Linked DNA regions of Mus musculus: all the other regions are linked to region 1. The links are chromatin contacts, called in public HiChIP or PLAC-seq maps. All regions are on one chromosome and are shown on one strand. The core of a region is the stretch at or near the end of the contact, and the rest is flanking DNA. Distances in the headings are between cores, read along the strand shown. Region 1 has its middle 25 kb from the start of Gm24670. Region 2 overlaps Etl4 (enhancer trap locus 4). Region 3 overlaps Etl4 (enhancer trap locus 4).

Region 1 (2,714 bases), core at 85-2,584:
GAGGTAAAACCCAAGACAAGAGCAAGACTGGTAGAGAATGATGACCAGAGACCAGCATGAGACTGAGAAAGGAAAGGAATGGTCTATAGCTGAGTGCAGATGAATATATCTGGGTGACCTGAGTCTTGCATGGATACATGAATTAGGAAAAGCATTGTAGATAATGGGGTACTCAGCCCAGATCCCCAACCCAGTCCCTGCAGAACCACTCTGTAAATTGATAGTCCTGACAGCCCTGAACTGACTCCTCCAGTGACCATCTGTAGCTGTAGGAACCATCTTGCTTAATGCTTCATGGTGTAACCCTTTCTATCCTTAGCCCCAACATTGGCTTGGCACTTCAACTGCCTGTCTCCTCACCCAGCCTCCCTGGCAGCCAATCTGAAGGATCATCAAAACTTCAGGACTCCTCCCAGCACTGCAGGATCCATTGAGACTCCTACTGGAACTTCACTTGCTCTTCTCTCAAACACTAGCGACTTTGAAAGCACCTGCCAGGAAGCCACCAGGGCTTGAGTCTCCCCTCTGGACCCTAGTGCGTGAAATCAAGGATACAGCAACAGGTGAGACTGATCCCGAGACCTTCAAGGTAGTTAGTGAGCCGGAGGCTGTGTGTAGGACAGGGGAGATGAAGAGATGTTTTCTCTCTAGGATCCTTTTCATCTTCAGAATTCCCAAGCTGGACTCATGGTTAGGACTCATATGGTTCAACAAACTGATGAGAGAAGAGGAAAATTAGTCATTCTGCCAGATTGTAAACAAAAGAACCACATAGGCAGAGCAATGTAACGCATTTCTTTTTTAGTTTGTTTGCTTTTCCATGCCATTCTAGTGAAGCGCAACCCTCCCAGAAATCCCACAGGAAGCAAACTCTTCCTTCCCTGGCACTGTCCCTGAGGCTTGCTTGTCCAGTGAACCATGACTGGAAGGGCATGTGCTACTTAGAATGAGTTCTCCTCTTTAATTATTTATGTGTATGTACATGGGTGTTTGCCCACATGTATCATGCATCATGTACAGTACCCGAGGATGTCAGAAGAGGGTGTCAGATCCCCTGGAGCTGATGTTGTAGCGGTTGTGAACTATCATGTGGATACTGGGAATGACACCTTGGTCCTGTGGAAGAGCAGCCAGGATTCCTAACCACAGAGTGATCTTTCTAACTCCAAATGAGAGTTTTAGAAGCTACCACCATGGTTCCATTTTCTCTGATACCTCTTCCCTAAACCAACAACATTCCAGAGAAAGACCCGCTTGTCAGAACTGACTCCTAAAAACCATGTTATGAGTGAGCAATGACCCTTAGGAGAAAGCCACTGACGGTTTTCTATTACTCAATACTGCAGAATATCGGCACACGTGAGTCAGCCACCCGGGCACTCAAGATGGCCACTAAAGTCCAAAAAGATTCAAACCAATGGGCTGTGTGCCAAGAAAACTTAATTTTAAAAAATCAGATGATTGGGAAGCCCCTGTTATTAAGATATTTTTAAAATAGCCATTTGCTAAAAAGTCTGTTGTCAATTGCCTAAGATCACATCTTTGCTAATTTTGCTTATCAACTTCTGTGAATTTCGTTTTAAAATTGACCAAGGGTGAACTTTAATGCATTTGTTTGCTGATCCTATTTATTTAAGAAAAGTTTAAGTAGGTGAAAGGTCATATGGTGGCATGGTTTTTATTTCTTGGGGGAGGAGGGAGGCAAACTAGAAATGGCATCTGCCTAGAACGCTCAAGAGCAATTTAGATGATGAGAGAATTAGAGAGGGAAAACATCAAAGGCGGAATCGGAAAGGGACCTAGAGAACAGGAAATGCAACAAACAGAACTTGTATTCCGGAGCAATTGACTTATGGCAGCTGTTCCCAACATCAAAACCAGAGAACAAGCTTGTCCTCTACTGCCACCTTCAGGCCCTCCAGAGTCCTGACTCGCTTTGTACAGTTTGCAGTCATAAGTTTAGATTGCCCAGGTTGCAACCCCTGTGGGAGCTATTTCTACTTTTTATTTTAGCTACATCTTGCTGGAATCCACAGAAGTTTAAGAATAGCGGAACTTGTGTAAATGATCTTGACAGGTGAAAAATGAGATCAAAGAATGAGAATGCTTTAAGGAGATTTGAATGTTGGCAACGAGAAGCCCGCAAGCCGAGCTGGGGGCGGGGCTTCCTAGGACAGAGGTATTTTGGAGATGGATCACTGTTCTGTCAGCTGCCTGACAGGCTTTTGTGATTATGAGCGGGATCTGGAGGTGTAGAATGCAAATAAAATTACAGAATGGCAAATTTCTGGGTAGATCTAGAATAGGTCTGACTGAGCCTTGCATTTACCCAGCATAGCCAGTGACTTGGTGGCAATAAGATCACAGAGATATAACCTTGGCATGCATTAAACAGATCCACTCTCTCTGCATTGCACATAACTATTGAACAGTTCGTGTTCACTAAGAGCAACGTAAGCTAGAAATGTTGTTTTCATTATTGTAAATACAGCATGTTAGCAAATTAGCTCCCAAAAATATACTCAATGGATGCATGTTAAATTGAATTTCCTTTCATGTCAAAAGGCAGAATTTTCAAAGTATAAGTAACCGAGAATTTACTGACTGAAGCTCAAGAACACACCATTTTCTGGAGACAGTTGGAGAGCCTCCTGTTGGCTATGCTTCCGACCTAAAGACACCCTTCTTCACTTCAGTACACTGTTTGAATTCTT
Region 2 (2,714 bases), core at 161-2,660, 880 kb before region 1:
GGGTTAAGTGATTGGAGAGGTGACAAGGGAAAGCCATCCTTCAAACCTGATATCATTTGTTCGGACAGTGGGGCAGAAATGATGGCTGTGAGCCACCATGTGGCTGCTGGGATTTGAACTTAAGACCTTCGGAAGAGCAGTCAGTGCTCTTAACCACTGAGCCATCTCGCCAGCCCTTTCACCAATGTCTTAGCACCCTAGAGATAGAGCCTGGGGGCTCTTAAGTTTGAGGGCAGTCTGGGCTATATAGTTCCCCACCAGCCACCACTCCATATTAAGACCCTATCTCAGAAAAAACAGATAAAAAACAAAACATTTTTGGATGACAGCATCCTACATGCACACTGGTATGAGCAGAGATGTGTTTATCTTAAAAGTAAACATATCAAGTTCTAAAAAAAAAAAAAAAAAAAAACCCTGCAAACATTCATATTTTGTGCTGCCTGTATCCTTGGGAAATTCAGCAATATTTAGCATGGTTTTGTTTACATAAAAATTTATTGAAGGTACAGTAGGTTTCTTTGTCCCTTGTCACAATATGAATGCATTAATAAGCCTCGTCTTTTGGCTTTTTACACACACACACACACACACACACACACACACACACCTATATAATGGTATTAATATCAGAATTTTCTATCTCCAAAACACCTGGCCAAGCATTCTAAAGTCGTGGCCTCACACAGACAGTTCAGATCTTCATAATGTGAAAAACTACTCTATGCCTTGCAGACACTTTGTGTCTCTGGCCTGTGCACACAAAATGTCACTATCCCGATTACTCTTACAAGCAAAGTGACCCCGCGAATTCCCACAATGCAGCACGGTGACTGGCACTTTTCTCTAGCATCATCCAGGCTGAGGCAGGCTCACCTCCTCACATTTCATGCTTCTCTGCTTCCTGTTTCATTCCCAGACAGCTGAGAAGACTTCACTGTCAAATCCTCTCCTGTTTTGAAAATCCAGGCATGCTACCCTGCCATCTCCTTCTGTGGTTATTAGCAAAGATGTGTGAGCTGGAATACTCAGCTTTTGACACCATGACAGAGAACATCCTCTTAACCTTTACATCGTCTTTGCTACTTAGTTCCAAATACCACAGCTAAGATGATCAAATGAGGCACACGTGAGTGTTTACTCTTCGATGAGACAGTCAGGGGGTTACGTTCATAATCTATAACTGGAAACAATTCACACAGTTACTCTCTATACTTGTTCATGTCAAAAGTACCTGCATGAAAATGACAATAGATAATCAAAGGTGATGGGTAACTAATAAATCAGGGATACTAAAGGCAAAGAAGGGGCTACAGTTTTCTAAAACTGAAAAGGATTGTATAGGAAACGATCTCCTCTGGGCCACACCCTCTATGCAATTCATTCATTAGTCATCCAGCAGACATTCAGAGTTCTTGCTGCACAGGAGGAGGCCCTGTGCTATGTACACATAAATGTTTGATTCCTGTGAACCATAATCACCTAAGAGCTTTGTTGAGGTTGAATTCCCATTCAGCTAATCTAGTATGGAGGTTAGGAGCATGTATTTCTAAGGCTGGAGCTCGGAGCCCCCACACTTTAGCATGCTGAGTTCTTTGAACAAAAGGCAGCCTTCCAGACATCCTCAGGACCAGAGATTTTTCTGACCTTCTGTTTCCAACCCCAGCAGGGATCTCTCTCTCTCTCTCTCTCTCTCTCTCTCTCTCTCTCTCTCTCTCTGAAGTTCCCATATTTGAGGCTCCTCCAAAATGAACACAATGGCCTTTACTCCCTTCCAGAAATTTTCTTAAATCAGTCACAATTAACTTCACAGCATAGAAACAAAGACGAAGGGGCCCCACCACACTCAGACAGACTTTTAATTGGTTTTCTGGCCAACTTAATTCACACACTATTGTCTATCTATTCTTTGGAGGCTCATTCAATTTTCTAAAAATATCCTTTATTAACTTTTGAAATCACCCACAACACATCTCCATTTCTCACTTCCCTACCAAGGGGATATTTGAGTTATGTGTTTTTGAAAGACTTTCATGCTCATGGACCCATTACCTTGTGTTTTGCCTGTTAACACACCTGTTGCCATTTATGTCAGCAAACCAAACAGGCATCCTTCAAAAGAGGAAGGGGACCTCCCTCCTGCTCATGAAGTTCCGGGACACGCGCTCAGCAGACAATGTATTAAATAACCAAAAACTTTAGGGAGGAAAATAATGAAGGTTGAACCCTGATTTCATTTTTATTAATTCTTTGAGAATTTCATAATTCATACAATATATTTTGGTCATATTAACCTCCTACTCTTCATGCTAAGGCCTCCCAGGTCTACCTCCCACTCTTGCAACAGGCTTTTAAAACGGTATGAGGGGACATTTAACTGTAGGTGGGTGTCAGCATGCCCACTTCATCCCTACTCTTCTCCCTACCCTGTTATAGCTATATGAACTCAACTTTAGTTATTTATTGAGTGAGTGAGTGAGTGAGTGAGTGAGTGACTAGGGTTTCTTTAGATGTGAGTGAGTGAGTGAGTGAGTGAGTGAGTGAGTGAGTAGGGTTTCTTTAGATCTAGAACCATGCTTGTCTTCAGGAAGGCTTAAGTGACCAGAGACTAGGGTACCATGTAGTCTCTCCTCCCCCAGCCTGAAACCTGCTTGCTCAGGGGTGGAGCTTCCTGCTCATTCGTTCTGCCACGCCCACTGCTGGAACCTGAGGAG
Region 3 (2,714 bases), core at 97-2,596, 810 kb before region 1:
TCAATCTACAGTCTTCATTATTCTTTCAGTCATCCCATGTATCGGACTTTAAACTCAACCCTTCCTTCATGCTTTTCATGGGAAAGGTCGCATCAATTTTATGCTGTTTTTCTACTTTGTTTATGTTCTTGTGGATTTTAAAATAATGTTTCCAGTGGTCTAACAAAACTGAATGTGACATACAGTAAAGGGATGGAAAGGTACCAGCAGTTAACAAGGGAGACTGACACAGGCCAGCCAGCACACAGAGCCCATCTTTGTCTGCTCGCCTTTATTGCTTGCGCTCATCCACCACTCCATTAGTCCCATCTGCCTCCACCCCAGCCCAGCACCAGCACCTCAGTAACCCAGTCCTGTCCACAAACTCTTCACAGTTGATTAGGCCTTTCCTCTGCTCTGGGCAGCTGCCAGCCCCACACCTGAAGGAGAAATGACATTTGGGCCATTTGAGTCACCTGGGGAGAATTCAGCCTTTTTGTTTTGTTTTGTTTTGTTTTGTTTTTGTTTTTTTGTTTTTTCCAGACAGGGTTTCTCTGTATAGCCTTGGCTGTCCTGGAACTCATTCTGTAGACCAGGCCTCGAACTCAGAAATCCGCCTGCCTCTGCCTCCCGAGTGCTGGGATTAAAGGCGTGTGCCACCACACCCAGCTAGAATTCAGCCTTTTAGGTGAGCATAAAACCCAAGGAGAGGCATGCATAAACAAGAGAAGGAACAGACAAAGGTCCATTTTGCCACTATTCCACAGTTATGGTGTCAGACCCAAGTGGGCCAGTTTCACATTATCTGTATGAAGAAAAGTGCATGCAGGGACTCTCAAGCTGTCAAACAGAATGGCAGTTCTGTTTCTTGTTTGGAAAGAACTCTGGTGCTAAGATGTAAATATGGGTGTGTCTGGCTGTTTGCTATTCTGGGAATCCTTGTCTAACAAAGTAGAGAAGTTGTAGCCTAAAGACAAGGCCTGGGCAAGGCTGAAAGGCAGCCCTGTTTCCTCTTCCTGCCCCTCCCAAACTCTTCCAGGGAGCCCACTTCCAGCAGGGCAAAGAGCAAACAAGAGCTTCGAATGGAAAATCAGCCCTTAAACACTCCCCGGAGCACAATTGAGGGGGAGGGGGGAGGAGGGGGAGGGAGGAGAAGGAGGAAGAACAGGAGGAGGGCAGGATCACCAAAGAGCTACTCTTCAGAGACCCAGGGGACTCCAGCTGTGATGTGTCTACATCCTGGACAAGAAAAGTAGAGAGGGATCTGGGAGGGCAAATTCAAAAAGGCAGAGGGTTATAGAAAGCCAAGCCATCCCTAAGGAGCCGTCCACACAGCAAGCTATGCAGACCAGCAACTGCTGGACTGTAGTGCCTGTGACTCTCCATGTTCTGATTACTCTGGCTGAGTCAGACCACACAGAGAGGCATCTGGGCTTTGGCATCATTTGGGCACTTCACAACCTACTGGGAGCTGGCGGTAGTGCAGTTACTTCCTGGGATATTTATTTTATTTTATTTTTTATCTTATTTGCTTTTAATTTTATTTTGGGGGGGGGGGTGAAAAATAAACACAAAGTCTTGTACATACACATGCTAAACATGTACTCTACCACTGAATTATACTTTTCTGAGAATTTATCCCATGGTCAAGATTAGGGAGTCCAGGGGCTCTCTCCTATAGGAGTTGAAAGCTAGCCTGGGTTACATAGTGAATTCCATAAGAGCTGGGACTACTGTGTAACAGAGCACAAAATCTTGTCTCAAATAACCAACAACATATAAGTTATTGATTATATATATTTATATATAAGTACATATATAATATATAACATATAATATATAAATATATATCCTACTATATATTAGGTAGTCCACATACTCCTGTGTGTGTGTGGTGTATGCACACACTTGTCTGTCCTGGAACTCTGTAGACCAGGCTGGTCTCAGCAATCCACTTGCCCCTGCCTCCTGAGGGCTGGTATTAAAGGTTCCTCCACCATCTGGCTCTCTTCACTTCTTCATAGTGGTTAGCTGAAGAGACAGCTCACTAGTTTAGAACACTGGCTGCTCCTCCAAAGCAGGAGTTCAATTCCCAGCACTCAAATGTCAGCTCACAATTCTCTATAACTCCAGTTCCAGGGGATCCTTGTTCAATTCTGGCCTCTGTGGGTACTAGGCAGGCATGCTCTACACAGACATACATGCAGGCAAACATTCATATTCATAAATACGTTTCTTAAAACATGAAGTCAAGGATAAAAACAATCCCTTGTACAGACTTTATACAATAGGTAGAGCATTCCATGTAATCTAGAGAAGCATCCTGTGTTGTATTAATTCAAATTAATTGACCGAGTCAACTATTCATTTGCACAAATATTGAATAATGGCCTGCTCCAAACACTAAAAGGGATAGGAGGTGGTGGGGTGCTGATCAAGATAGACTGCATAGGAGTATCTACCTGATGGTTAGAGAGTCAGTCAACAAACAACTAATGTATAATTTGAGCGCCAGGTCAGTGCTTTGAAGAGCGAAAGAAGATATGAAGGTAGAAACTGACTAGGCTGTTTCAGAGCACAGACTGAGCATCTGTCATTTTGTAGGCTAGCACTAGATGGAGGCACCCATTGCCAGAGGAGGCAATCAGGTAGATGGATCCCCGCCACAGAGCTTTCAAGAAACCTTTAAAAGCCAGAAGAGGAGGTCATGTTGGGGACAACAACCCAAGGATGAT

What was found. HiChIP or PLAC-seq counts read pairs in DNA pulled down with a chosen protein or histone mark.
Region 2: a contact with region 1 is called in an HNF4G HiChIP or PLAC-seq map of pancreatic cancer cells. The contact joins two enhancer-like sites. A contact is called at or near these places in 1 of 484 Hi-C or Micro-C datasets (frontal cortex) and 1 of 115 datasets of contacts at active chromatin or transcription factors (pancreatic cancer cells).
Region 3: a contact with region 1 is called in a FOXA1 HiChIP or PLAC-seq map of pancreatic cancer cells. The contact joins two enhancer-like sites. A contact is called at or near these places in 1 of 484 Hi-C or Micro-C datasets (the N1E-115 cell line) and 1 of 115 datasets of contacts at active chromatin or transcription factors (pancreatic cancer cells).

What each region holds. Positions count from the first base shown.
Region 1 is chr2:19,715,226-19,717,939 of GRCm38.p6, reverse strand. No RefSeq gene overlaps it. Among named protein-coding and RNA genes, the nearest start is that of Gm24670, 25 kb to the right of the region's middle. Within about 2 kb of position 1,334, at least 28 of the 459 cell types and tissues checked have an H3K27ac peak or open chromatin away from gene starts, as enhancers often do. A contact at or near this core is called in pancreatic cancer cells, where this site is marked.
Region 2 is chr2:20,596,122-20,598,835 of GRCm38.p6, reverse strand. The region is part of intron 3 of Etl4 (enhancer trap locus 4); the gene reads right to left. Among named protein-coding and RNA genes, the nearest start is that of Gm17171, 260 kb to the right of the region's middle. Within about 2 kb of position 1,410, at least 24 of the 459 cell types and tissues checked have an H3K27ac peak or open chromatin away from gene starts, as enhancers often do. A contact at or near this core is called in pancreatic cancer cells, where this site is marked.
Region 3 is chr2:20,524,728-20,527,441 of GRCm38.p6, reverse strand. The region is part of intron 2 of Etl4 (enhancer trap locus 4); the gene reads right to left. Among named protein-coding and RNA genes, the nearest start is that of Gm17171, 190 kb to the right of the region's middle. Within about 2 kb of position 1,346, at least 70 of the 459 cell types and tissues checked have an H3K27ac peak or open chromatin away from gene starts, as enhancers often do. A contact at or near this core is called in pancreatic cancer cells, where this site is marked.